2 separate regions of the Pan troglodytes genome follow, and region 2 is linked to region 1. Evidence: chromatin contacts called from public Hi-C data. All regions are on one chromosome and are shown on one strand. The core of a region is the stretch at or near the end of the contact, and the rest is flanking DNA. Distances in the headings are between cores, read along the strand shown.

Region 1 (6,686 bases), core at 3,382-5,881:
TACTGACTCTAACTTACAGATATACTGAAGTTCCAAAACAACAGTAATAATAATATCTGAATAGTTTGATTAATCACAAAGTGATATTCTCCTCAGGGCAAGTTACTCAACTCACTCCTCTCTAATAAGACAAAAATTACCTACATAAATGATAAAAATCAGCTGAAAAGAAAAACAGAAAAGTGAGAACGAAAGGGTCAAACAAAATAATCAAGACTTTGGGAAATATTTACTGAGAGTGGTTTTCAGAGTACAATTACAGTGGTTATCAGAGCATTAACTACAGAAATTTGCACCAGAGTATATACCAAATCTCTAGTAAATACTAGTATAAAAATGAAACTCTTCTAGCAACTATTTCTTGTAGGTAACTCCAAACTGAATTTTCATATGAAATTTAGGTGTTTTTATTTTATTTTTGACACAGGGTCTCACTCACTCTGTTGCCCAGGCTGGAGTGCAATGGTGCAATCACAGCTCACTGCAGTCTCAACCTTCTGGGTTCAAGCAATCCTCCCTTCTCAGCCTCCCAAGTAGCTGGTACTACAGGCGTGCACTACCAGGCTAATTTTTTTTTCTTTTTTGGTAGAAACGTGGTCTGACTATGTTGTTGCTGGTCTCAAGCAATCCTCCCACCTCGGCCTCCCAAAGTGCTGGTATTACAGGCGTGAGCCACCAGGCCCAGCTTAAGGTAACTTAAAGTTACAGGTCTGTGGAAATTGGCATGGTGTCAGACCTTAAGGAAAAAATTCAAGTGAGAATAAATCAGTATTATTATATTATCACTGTTACTAGTTTCCTCTGATCACTAAAGTTCATTAGCTCTCATCATTTATATGACCGTAATAATTGAGAAAAGTGAAAATTAAATTTCTTGGTTATTTAAATTTTACTCAACCAAACACAAACCATGTAAAAATACATTTTTCTTCTTCCTTGGATTTTTCTCAGTATATTTCTACCAAGTACCTCAAATAATTTCGTGTCTGTAAAAGGCTGGTATTTCCCAAGACCCATTATTGAAAAGTTTATAAAACAAAAGTTCTAAGAACAAGGAACATATATTATTTCATAGATCAGATGCACGTGGACTATTAAAGGCCCAGTTACCAAGCTAAACTTATGTAGATACCTTTGCAAAGGCCATTGTAGAACTGTGACCTTCAAACTCATTGTCATTTTCACAATTTCCCACTTCTAAAAATAATAATAAAACGTACTTAACAAATGTTATTTAACAGAATAGCTTTATCTAAAGTAAAGAATTCACAAGGTTTCAATTAAGTATAACCTTAAGCTGCTGACTTTTATGACAGGAAATATCTAGCAATTCTGTGAATAGACCCAGAACTATCTAAAAAAAAATAGGAGGAGAAAGTTGCCTCAAATACTGACTCGGGCTGTCCTCCAACTATTATGAGCCTGACTATTCTTGCACCATGGCTCTTGCCTCACTGTCAACCTTCTACATTCCTCTTTTCTCCCCAACTTGTCCAATTCCATTTCAGTATCAACCTCTACACTCCCAATGTCCCCTTTTCCTCTTTCCAACATCATACCTCTCAACACTCACTTCTATTCCTCAACATTTCTACTTGCACTGTTACAACAAAAAACCACATTGCCCAAAGAGTGGACAATTCTCTTATGTGACTGGTCTGATAAATATTATTACTGGTAGGTTTGGCGGGGGGAAATTACAAAAACAACACTTACAAAATGATAGCCGCTTAGCAACTTCAAGTATATATACCTTTGTTTGTACTAACTACTAATGTCTACCACTCTCCAATTGAGATCACTAAGTTGCATGGTCAAACTATCATTTTAATCACACTGATAAACTTTTAAAACGTCTGAAAAACTCCTATATAGTTAGGTTACAGTTTAGAATATATAATATATAAAGTTAAATACATAACACACATTAAAGATAAAAATATAAAACTCAAGTGATAAAACATTAATTTATTTAAATCTTGTTTTACATGTACTTTCTTTCTGTGCAAAGCTACCAAGCACAATAAATCAACTTTACTGCAAAAATAACACTGTTACTTGTGATATTTTCACAAGATTATACTACCAAAAAAATCAGTACAAACAAAAAAAAATCTGTGTAAGTATGCATACGTAAGTCTTGACAAACAGGCATATATCACTAAATAAAAATTTAATTTAGTTAGAAATGTTTACTGATTGCCAATATTGTGTTGGTACCCCATTAAAACAACACTTTCTCCCCTTCATTTAACAAACAAAAACTAAACCAAAATATGGAAATATCTGGAATGATACACAGCAACCACAAAGGCTGGTTACAGAGATTTAAGACTGAGGAATGGAACTTTGTGGTACCGTGAAACAAGCACTGTGTTACTCTATACTATATACCTCTCTGTATTATGTATAGGAAAAAAAAAAAACACTTTTGTAGTTTTAAAAAACAAACTATGAATGAATTAACTAGTCACCTGATTCGTTTTGTAATTAACTCCCCACTCCTTATTTAGTACTGCAACTACTAAATAAAATCCAAATACTACTTAAGAATACGAAAACACAAAGGTATACTGTAAATTCATTTCTGAGACATTAGGGAATTGGAGAGAAATATTAAATTGATTTCAAACTCATTTAAGAAAAATAAAGCTCAAACTCTGATGCCAAAATTTATGAGTTTGCTCTTTACTAAAAAGTTGACCTGAGGCCGGGCGCGGTGGCTCACGCCTGTACAGTGCTGAAATCCCAGCACTTTGGGAGGCCGAGGCAGGTGGATCACTTGAGGTCAGGAGTTTGAGACCAGCCTGGCCAACATGGTGAAACCCCGTCTCTACTAAAAATACAAAAATTAGCCGGGCGTGGTGAAGCGCGACTGTAATCCCAGCTACTCGCTACTCGAGAGGCTGAGGCAGGAGAATCGCTTGAACCCGGGAGGCGGAGGTTGCAATGAGCCGAGATCGCCCCACTACACTCCAGCCTAGGCGACAAGAGCGAGACTCCGTCTCAAAAAAAAAAAATCACATGAAACAGTCTGTTACCTTAAATAAATAACCTAAAACAACCATCCCTAAACTTCAAAGATGGCAACCTCAGTAGCACAGTAGTAATTAAAACCCTACCGATAACTGAGTTAATAGGCACGTACAAAATGATGAAAAGCAGGATTTTATTCTGACCACAGGTGTTGTCAGAGACATAATGGGCCCTCCAAATACTGCCAAAAGTTACTGAAAATACGAAGTCAGGGTGATGAGTAAATGACACCCAGAGAAAATAGATGGGAGGAGTTCTGTTTCAGGAGACTGGAGTCAGGTACTGCAGCAGAAAACGCGACACAATAGTTAACCGGTCTGGAATACTTTAGAAAATGGCAAGAAGGGAAAAACTGACAGGAACATCTTAAAGTAAGAGGAACGGTATCCAATGGAATCATCAGGTCTGCGCGAGCACGGCTCCCGGACTTCCAGTGAGTGGGACAGGGTGGAACTATCACTGCGTGGGGAGAAGGACCTGGCTGAGGGGTGCATATGCTTTTGCAGGTGGTGGAGCGCCCGCAGGGGGATGGGGAGGGCAGTGTTGCCTCAATGGGGTTACTGTATTCCCTTCAAGACTATGGGACGCTGATGCAGCACGTATCCCGGCACCAAGAGGCACTCGCCCCGGGCCCCTCCCTAACGACTTGCCTTGTAGAAAGAGTTGCAGGTCCCAGGCCCCCGGAACCCAAGGCTCCGCCATCCAGGACAACTGCTCTGCCAACGAGGTCCCGCGAGAATCGAGAGATCTCGCGATACAAACCCACTCGCATCTCGCGAGCTTCCTCTAGACCCAACATGGCGGTACAGAAAAAAATCAGTATTTCGGAACTTAAAAAGCACTTCACTAACGGAGTAGTGAACATTTAAAACAATGAGACAGTAGGAAGTCTTTCCGCTTTATACGTCTCCTCCTTTCCCCTTGTACAGAAAAGCAGAAATCTTAAAAACCTCCCATTACCACGGTTATACTACATAAACAGAGCGCAGTGCGCTGCCCCAGGCAGCCTCCCTGTCACGTGGAAACATTTTCGGCGTGCCCGTCACGTGGGCCGCTACTGAGCGAGCGCGCTCCCGACGCCCTCCCAAAAGCCCTCCCCGCCCCCCTTTCGCCCGCGCACACGTGCGCGCGCACCCCCGCCCCACGTGGGGGCTTCGCCGTCGCAGCCGTCGCAGTCGTCGCCTCCAGCCCACCCCCGCCCGGTACTTGGCTCTAAATCCGGGTCCCAAGCCGATCGTTTGCCACCCCCATTCCCTCCCCCTTCATTCTCCCTCCCCCGTGTCTGGCCCTCACCACGTGTCCCGAGCTCTTGCTCACCTTTCACGCGGGGTCGGACGCAACGGGCCACTTGGGGAGGCGCCGCCGCCGTGGCCGCTCTCCGCCCCCGCCACGGCACTTGCTCGGGTGGCCACCGCTGCAGGAAGCTCGATAGCGGCGCCGCGGCGCTTCCAGGTGGGTCCCCGCCTCCCGCTCCTGCCACTTCCCGCAGCACCAGCGGCTCCTTCCGGTCCCCTCCTTTCTCCTCGTTGGGACTGGCGGGCGGCGGCGGCGACCGCTGCTGCTGCTGTTGCTGCTGCTGCAGGCGCGCTCACTACACCGCCTGCTGGTAACCGCGGCCCGTGCAGCGCCCGCGGGTCGGGCGCCGCCGAGGCCCTCCCCGGCCAGTCCCTGCCCCTGGGCGAAGTTTGGTCTTCCGAGGGCGGGTTGCAGTCCATCCCTTGCAACCGTCCAACCTGGCCCTAGCAGAGGAAAGGCGTCCTCGTAGCTCCGCCATTGGAAATCGGCTTCATCCTGCCCTTTGTGGCCTCCTGAGAGATTTGTAAACCCCACCTCCCTTAGCACTGTGGTCTCAAGCCAGGAGAACATCCATACATGTATTTATGATCATTCTTCTGCCTCGCCTCGTTCACCTCTGGCTTTCTGGCTGGTACCACAGCACGCAGGCTCGAACCACTTCGGGCCTTTGCGCTTGCCGATTTCTCTGGCAGAACATTTCCTCCAGATTTTTTTTAACTCCTCGATGTTCGATGCATATTTCAGGTCCCTTCTCAGAGGGCTGCCCAGACCACTGTATCCAAAAAAAGTACACCTGCACCATTGCTTTAACTCTTCACCTGCTTTTATTTCTTCATAACAGTTACAACTTCCAGACCTTATTTATTTGTCAGTATCCTCACCACCAGGAATGTAAAATTTTTAAAAGCAGGGACTTAGTAAACTGTTTTGCTCATTGCTGTATCCCCAGAATTGTGTCTGGCACAAAGCAGTGCTCAGTAATATCAAAACAGATCTACCAACTATATTGAGCATGTAGGAAAATAAAGCCCAACACACATTAATGAAGATAAATAACTTCATCATTTATGAGCTGTGGAAAAACAGCTAAACCTCCTTCCGTGGCTATAAAGATTATGTTCCAAAAATATAAAATCCAGTGGTAGAAGCCATTAACTGGGGCTCTTCTTTGACAATTGTCCAGTGCTGTTTCATTACTTTTGTTTTCCTTTGCAACACTATTTTTTTTCGGGTAAGTGGATACGTGTTGTGCCTTCTTTTATGTTGCTAATAAAAGTTATTAAATGTTTTAAACGGTGTTTTGTATTTTAGCTTTGAGTTCAACTCAAAGTAACATCTACTTCAAGAAAAAGGGTTACATGTTTTTAACACATCAAGTATTTATTGAACATACTAGTGTTTCTGGGTGGCAGTATGTCAAAAAAAACGGGGGTGGGGGAGGCCGGGCGCGGTGTCTCAAGCCTGTAATCCCACCACTTTGGGAGGCCTTGACAGGCAGATCACCTGAGGTGTCAGGAGTTAAAGACCAGTCTGGCCAACATGGCGAAACTTCGTCTCTACTAAAAATAGAAAAATTAGCCAGGTGTGGTGGCACACGCCTGTTATCCCATGTAATCCCAGCTACTTGGGAGGCTGAGGCAGGAGAATTGCTTGAACCCGGGAGGTGGAGGTTGCAGTGAGCCGAGATCGTGCCACTGCACTCCAGCCTGGGCGACAGAGCAAGACTGTCTCAAAAATAAAAAAGGAAAGATAAAACATACTTAGTGCCCTATACTAAGACTAGAGATACAAAAATAAACACGTTTCCCTACCTTGCTCTTTCTACTTATAGAGCCAAATTCTATTATAATAACCATACTTAGCATGCTTTTGATCCCTATGTGCCAGGCCAAATGCTGTGTACTTTTCTGTGTTACCCTATTTTAGGCTTCTGACAATCCTATGAGATATATACTATTTGTGGTAGGCCTTGAGATGTACTTTTCAGACCCCACTTCAGGAATAAAGAACTGAGCTGCTGCTGCCAAGAGTCATACCCACAGCCAGCCATCGGTTGTCAGCCCCTTTCAGGCACGCCAGTGTCACAGAGTCATAATGTTCTCAGAGAGGCCACATCCAGTGACTGATCAATGCAGGGATAAAAGGCTCAGCCCTCTCACCTCCATTTGGTACAATTCTGATGGATTTTCTCCTCCTGCAGAACAACTTGCAGGATCAGCTAAGGCATTCCATTGAGACTTCACTAAAGTCCAACTTCTGCCCAGTTCAGCTTTTCTTCCCTCCCACAAGTGATGATCCCAAGAGCATTCCCTAATAAATCTCCTGCACACTAGTCATGTAAGAGTGTGCTTCCT
Region 2 (6,788 bases), core at 2,362-4,861, 140 kb before region 1:
CAAGACCCTGTCTCAAAGAAAACAACAAGAATTTGGACAAAATTATGAATCCCTTACTCTTCACTTCTATTTCAATCAAAATTAAATATCTGTCATATAGACCATAAAAAGGTGGTCATATAATTTTCACAGATCCCCTTATAGTTGCTGAAAACAACTCCTTTTTCCCAAAAAAGAGAGAGAGGGAGAGAGGAAGGGAAGAAGGCAGGGAGGGAGGGAGGCATGGATGAGACATAGGCTCTGCCACTGAATCTGGACTGTGAGATTATTCACTAGAGCTAAGATTCAATGACTTTGAATTTCTATAATTTTACATCATTCACATTGGTTCTTGGCTCCTTTGCCTCAATTTCTTGTGATAACCAACATTTTTAGAAGAAGCTGCTTATGGGGCCAGGAGAGCAGGTAATTAAGTAAAACAATGAAGATAGTGTGAGGAAATGAGTGTATCAACCTAGTGATCATGAGCTCTCTGCTGAGTCACCATCCGTTTTATGAATTTGGGAAAACTGCCCAGTCCTCATCCTTCCACTCATCCCATAACTATGTATCAGGCACCCATAGTCCATCAATTGCACTAGTGGTTTGGATGCAAATAAATAAGATTCTTGAATCCTTGCAAAGCTTAGGGTTTCAGTAGGGGAGAGAGACAAATGTGTGATCACACAATGAGATCAAAGCAAGCACAGAATGTGTGGCAAGGGCCCTTTCCTCCAGTGTAAGGGGAAAGGAAAGGATCCAGGAAGGTGGCCTGAGGAGGACTCGGCTGAGTCTCTGAAGTGGGGGTGCACACCACTCCAGAGAAGCCCCAAGTGGAGAAGGTCAGGAAAACCAAGTAACTCCACGAGACTGTGACATAAAGTGCCAAGGCAAAGAGGGATAAGAGATGGAGATGGAGAGGCAAGCAAGGACTAGATCAAGATGGATCATATGTAGGAGCAAATAATTGTCCTGTGAGTGATGGGAACTACCAAAGGGGCAGGAATAATCAGGATTTCAATCTAGAAAGCTCAATTCATCATCCTTATGCGGAATGGATGCAAGAAGGTAAGGCTAGGAGACCACTGAGAGACTAGAACAGTATCCAGGAACAAATCCATAAGGATGACAGAGTGAGCTTTTGTCCAGGAACAAAATCCTGAGGACTCGAACCGGAGAAGGGAGAGTGGGATCTCTTGCTGTTCACAGGATAAGAGACATCATCAATAAATAACAAACCTGTCTCTGAGGAAGCTACGTTACTGATTCCTTGGGGGGAAAACCATTGATAATGAATTCTTATCTTCTAACTCTGTTAATGGTCCGCTTTCCAGAATCCTAAGAAACACTGGGTATAGAAGTCTGAAAGATGCCTCTGCATTTAACTGAGTGTCAAATATGTGGCATGAGAGACATCATCCCCTACTTCCGCATCCATGGCCATTGCTAGTTGATCCCAGCACTGTTTCTCAGTAAGCAGGTGTGGCCTGAGAATGTTTGTCAACACAGCACTCCGGGCAGCTACTGCCAATTAATAGGACTTGATGTGCAACATGAGACTTATTTGTTGTGCTTTGTATAACCTCTGGCTGCCACATTTTTAAAATAAAGACTTCGATCTTTAATAACAGGGCCAAGTGCAATGGCTCACACCCGTTATCCCAGTTCTTTGGGAAGCCAAGACAGGAGGATTACTTGAGTCCAGGAGTTTGAAGACCAGCCTATGCAACATTTCGAGACCCTGTCTCTCCAAAAAATGCAAAAATTAACTGTACTTGGTGGTATATGCCTGCGGTCCCAGCTACTTGGGAGACTGAAATGGGAGGATCACTTGAGCCTGGGAGGTCAAGGCTGCAGTTTGCCATGATCGCACCACTGCACTCCAGCCTGGGCAACAGAGCAAGACTGTCTCTCAAAAAAAAAACAACAACAACAACAACAACAAAAAACATAAAACAAGCAAAAGTGTTTTTGTTATATAAGAGCAATGTCTTAAGAATTCAGGGCTGCAAAGGCCTTTCCAAAATTAGATTGTCTAGTGATTTCCACCTTTTGAGCAGCCTGGAACATACACAGAAGTTATCCAGGTAGAAAGATTTCTTCCATCTGGGCACGGTGGCTCATGCCTGTAATCCCAGCAGTTTGAGAGGCCAAGGCAGGCTGATCTACTGAGGCCAGTAGTTCAAGACTAGTTTGGCCAATACGGTGAAACCCCATCTTTACTAAAAATACAAAAATTAGCCGGGCATGGTGGTGCACGCCTGTAATCCCAGCTACTCGGGAGGCTGAGGCAGGAGAATCACTTGAATCCAGGAGGCGGAGGTTGCAGTGAGCCGAGATCGCGCCACTGCACTCCAGCCTGGGTGACACAGGGAGATTCCATCTCAAAAAAAAAAAAAAAAAAAAATCCTGGTGTGGTGGCGCGTGCCTGTAATCCCAGCTACTCAGGATGCTAAGGCAGAAGAATTGCTTGAACCCAGGAGACAGAGGTTGCAGTGAGCTGAAATCGCGCCACTGCATTCCAGCCTGGGTGACAGAGAGAGTCCCTGTCTCAAAAAATCAAAAAAAAAAAACAAAAAAAAAAAAAAGAAAGAAAGGTATTTCTTCCACTTTTAAGATTTGTAAAGGTGGGAAAATTCCTAAGTAATTCAGGATTTAACCACTTTTAGAGTTGGAAAATCCCTCTTAGCTCTCTGTTGTATTATTCCAACCTGAATTCTACAAACTCACAAATGACTGCTCGTGAGTACAGGATTGAGTTCTCAGACAAATCTGATTTCTGGAATCTTCCTTAGAGCTTTCTAAGTTAGTGGTGTCCAAAAGACCAGATTACAACACATTTAGAGATCTTCATTGGCTTTTATTCATGATTCTAGAATTGGGCAGACCTCAGGACCAGAAAAATGTTTGAAGAATAAGCCACATGGTCAAGCAATATTTATGTTTAGAAAACAGAAGTGAGGAACTGAGGTTAATTAGTTACAGCCTTATGTGAATCAGCTGGCTACCTACTATTGACTTAAGCTCAGCTGCTGGAACTACCAAAACTCAGCCATCTGTTACAGTGTGTACATCCAAGTTGTTTGTTTCATTTAGCACGGATGACTCCACGTTGGTTCGGTCTGTTGGGCCCAGAACGGGAGCCTAGTCCAAACCAATGGCCTCCTACAAATTTTATTTAATGGTGGAAAAGAGGTTTGCAGTCCCCTGGCTCATCTCTTCAACTTCCCCTGCATTTTGGAGATGCTGGCTGCTGGGTGCATGGTGAGGTAACATTATGATCCACTGCACAAATATGTAAAACCTCTCCAGCCCGGACTGCAGAGCAGCGTGAGCTTCAGCCTTCAGGACTCCCAGAGAGCCTCAGGGAGGCTGCTTCATCCCACTGCCCCTGCCCAGGGCCATCCCCTACCCACACAGCTGCAAAGATGAACAGTCCCCCCTACACATCTAGCACAGAAACAGTGTGTGCTGGGCCCAGGAAGCTGAGATTTGTCTGCAGGTACCTGTGGGGTTTGCCAGTAGCTAGGGTGACAAGAGCGGGGACTGCAGGAGAAGCAGGGGAGGGGACAGGATTGTTTGCCGCTGGAGAGGGAGAAAGCCGCTGGCCCACTCTGTTGTCTGGCCTCTGGGTTTTTGCCCAGTCCTCCTGCATCAGCTTAATCTCCCTTGGTTTCTAAGTAACAGCTTGTGGCCTGTTCCTGTGATGCTGTTTGGATTGTTTGCCCCTCCTCCCTGTTGTTTTACTGGACCCAAGACAGGGCTGCTCACCCAAGAGGACCTCTGGGTCACTTAAGGAGCTTTCTTAAAACTAGGTGGGGCTGGTGAATGCACTTCAAGAAAGCAAGTGAGATGAATCAGCAGTTCTGTGAGATTTATTTAGGAATTAAAGCCACAGTGGGGGCCAACCCATGCAGCCCACAAATAGGCCACAAGCACCGCCCTCAGGCCTCTACCCAGCAATGCTGACATTGAACCCATCAGCTGACGCCCTCCATCCCCCACTCCATGACAGTCAGCCCTTTGGCCACCAGCTAGCTAAGGAAAGTGCAGCAAAATTTCAAACAAAGATAATTTTTAAAGCAAAGCAGAATTTATACAGCCACTCCCTTATTCTTTATGTCATCATAATGCCATCCTTGTACAATAAAGTTAGAACTTCTTGTAACGTGCACACCAGAGATGGAAGTATATGTGATACAGGTGTATCCCTTTCTGCCTGTTTTCCTCCCTCTCATAAAGCAGAGGTTTGCCCTGCATCTGAGAAAGAATTAGAACAGAACTTTCCTCCATTTCATCCCCCACCTCCCTACACTTGGGCCAGGCAGCATTCACCAGTCGTGGGACTTCCTACCAAGTCTGAATGCTGCCTCAGAAACTTGCTCAACACAGCAGTATGGACCATCACCCCCAACTGACTAGAATTAGCCTACAAGAAGAAGTTTTCTTTCACCTTAGTGAGATAATTTATTATGGCATAAGTAACAGAAATGTAGCATTTGGGGATGAAAAGCACAGCTACCAGCCAAAGACTCCCTGGGGGATGGCGGGGGGAATATGGGCCTGTGCATCAGAAAGCCCCAGGCACACTTTCATCAACTTCGGTGAGTCATTTTACTGCTTCACCTCTCAGTTCTTCTTCCTAAAGTGGATAGAACACGATCTACTAGAATTGACCAAGTCTATTATTATAAAAGTAACACATACTTGCTTTATAAAATATAGAAAACTGGTCAGGTGTGGTGGCACATGTCTATAATCACAGCAGTTTGGGAAGCCAAGGAGAGTGTGGGTCACTGGAGCTTAGGAGTTTTTTTTTGTTTGTTTCTTTTTTTTTTTTTTGAGATGGAGTCTCGCTCTGTCGCCCAGGCTGGAATACAATGGTGCGATCTTGGCTCACTGCAACCTCCACCTCCTGGGTTCAAGCCATTCTCCTGCCTCAGCCTCATGAGTAGCTGGGATTACAGGCACCCACCACCACACCCAGCTAATTTTTTGTATTTTTATTAGAGACGGGGTTTCTCTTATGTTGGCCAGGCTGGTCTCGAACTCCTGACCTTGTGATCTGCCTGCCTTGGCCTCCCAAGGTGCTGGGATTACAGGCGTGAGCTACCACGCCCAGCCAGGAGCCTAGGAGTTCTTGACTATCTTGGGCAACATGGCAAAACCCATCTCTACAAAAAATACAAAAGTTAGCCAGGCGTGGTGGAACACATCTGTGGTCACAGCCACTCAGGGGACTAAGGTGGGAGGATTATTTGAGCCCAGGAGGTTGAGGCTGCAGTGAACCAAGATAGTGCCACTGCACTCAACGGGCGAGATCCTGTTTCCAAAAAAAGAAAAAAGAAACAAAGAAAATATAGAAAACTAGGTAGTCCCACCACTCAGAGGCAAACACTGTGGAGCGTTTTCACCACATCTTTTTGCTGTGAATTTTAAAAACATGATTGTGATTGTAGGTAATACTGAGCCAGACTCTGGTTGTAGGTAGCAGGTGCCAACTCCCGCTGGCCTAACCTGAAACACAAAACTTCATTATAAGGTTAGAAGACTCAAGGCTGAGGCACAGCAGGCCCTAGAAGGCGTGTGGGATCAGGCCTAAAAGGCTCACAGTGCTCCCCACTGCTTCACAAACACTGTTTCCTTCTCTCTAAGCTGGGTTTTTTTTCTTTCTCTGGCTTACAAGCCAGAATATGCCCACCTGACAGCTTTCGCATTTGCACATTACCACGGCACTCTGATTCCCAGCTCCAGATTCCTGAGAGAAATGAGGTGGTTGGCCTTGCTTTGCTCAGGGTCTCCTTGGCCCTCTTAGCTATGGACAGGCAGCTGGGGTCACAGGGAGCTTTTTTGTTTTTTTCTGTACTTTATTGAGTGCATATGGTATGTGTGGGACACGACACTTGGTGCTGGGGACACAGCAGTCAACGTGACAAAGCCCCTCACTGAAAAGAGAAAAACAGGCCAGGCACGGTGGCTCACACCTGTAATCCCAGCCCTTTGGGAGGCCAAAGCAGGCAGATCACAAGGTCAGCAGTTCGAGACCAGCCTGGCCAACATGGCAAATGTCTCTACTAAAAATATAAAAATTCGCTAGACGTGGTGGTGCGCATATGTAGTCCCAGCTACTGGGGAGGCTGAGGCACGAGAATTACTTGAACCCGGGAGGCGGAGGTTGCAGTAAGCCAAGATCACGCCACTGCACTCTGGCCTGGATGACAAAACGAGGCTCGGTCTCAAAAAAAAAGAGCAAAACAGTATACAAGAAAATAAAGCAACCGCTAACAAGTTCTGTGGATAAAACAAAACAGAATGCATTGTTGGGAGTGAGCACCGTGGGCAGCTGTTTGGAAAGTCTGAGGAGGTAGCATTTGAATTAGGACCTGACTGATATAAACATGGTTACCTGGGACTCTTCCCTGTGAAGCAGATGGAGGACAAGGAATACCCAGAGAGAAGGGCTCGTTGTGAGCTGAGAGAAACCACAGAAATAGCTATCTCAAGTGGCATAGGCAGAATTGTATCAAATGATATTTAAAGCCTCTTTTTTTCCTAAGTATAAGTAACAACTACACATTGTTTAAAAAAGAAACAAACTAGAAAATTTAAGACTACAAAGGTAAACATTAAAATTATTGAGAATTATTCCACCCAAAGATAATCACCAATGAACATTATGATATATTTCTGTACATTTTGGGTTTTTTTTTTCCGTTTTTTATGTACATTTTGTTCATGGCATAATTAGCCCAGAAACACCCCAGGCCATAGATGAAGAGGGCCTGGTAACAGATTATTTCTGTCCCTGC

What was found. A called contact is a pair of places that touch in the nucleus more often than the background predicts.
Region 2: a contact with region 1 is called in a Hi-C map of stem cell-derived neural progenitor cells, with 4 times the contacts expected there. The contact joins the enhancer-like site here to the promoter of ZZZ3 in region 1. A contact is called at or near these places in 1 of 7 Hi-C or Micro-C datasets (stem cell-derived neural progenitor cells) and 1 of 1 datasets of contacts at active chromatin or transcription factors (stem cell-derived excitatory neurons).

The regions. Positions count from the first base shown.
Region 1 is chr1:153,331,367-153,338,052 of NHGRI_mPanTro3-v2.0_pri, reverse strand. ZZZ3 (zinc finger ZZ-type containing 3) reads right to left here and starts at 4,631. Exons shown (of 14, transcript XM_009423715.5): 1 at 4,354-4,631.
Region 2 is chr1:153,473,999-153,480,786 of NHGRI_mPanTro3-v2.0_pri, reverse strand. The region is part of intron 13 of AK5 (adenylate kinase 5); the gene reads left to right. Among named protein-coding and RNA genes, the nearest start is that of ZZZ3, 140 kb to the right of the region's middle. Within about 2 kb of position 3,611, at least 9 of the 24 cell types and tissues checked have an H3K27ac peak or open chromatin away from gene starts, as enhancers often do. A contact at or near this core is called in stem cell-derived neural progenitor cells, where this site is marked.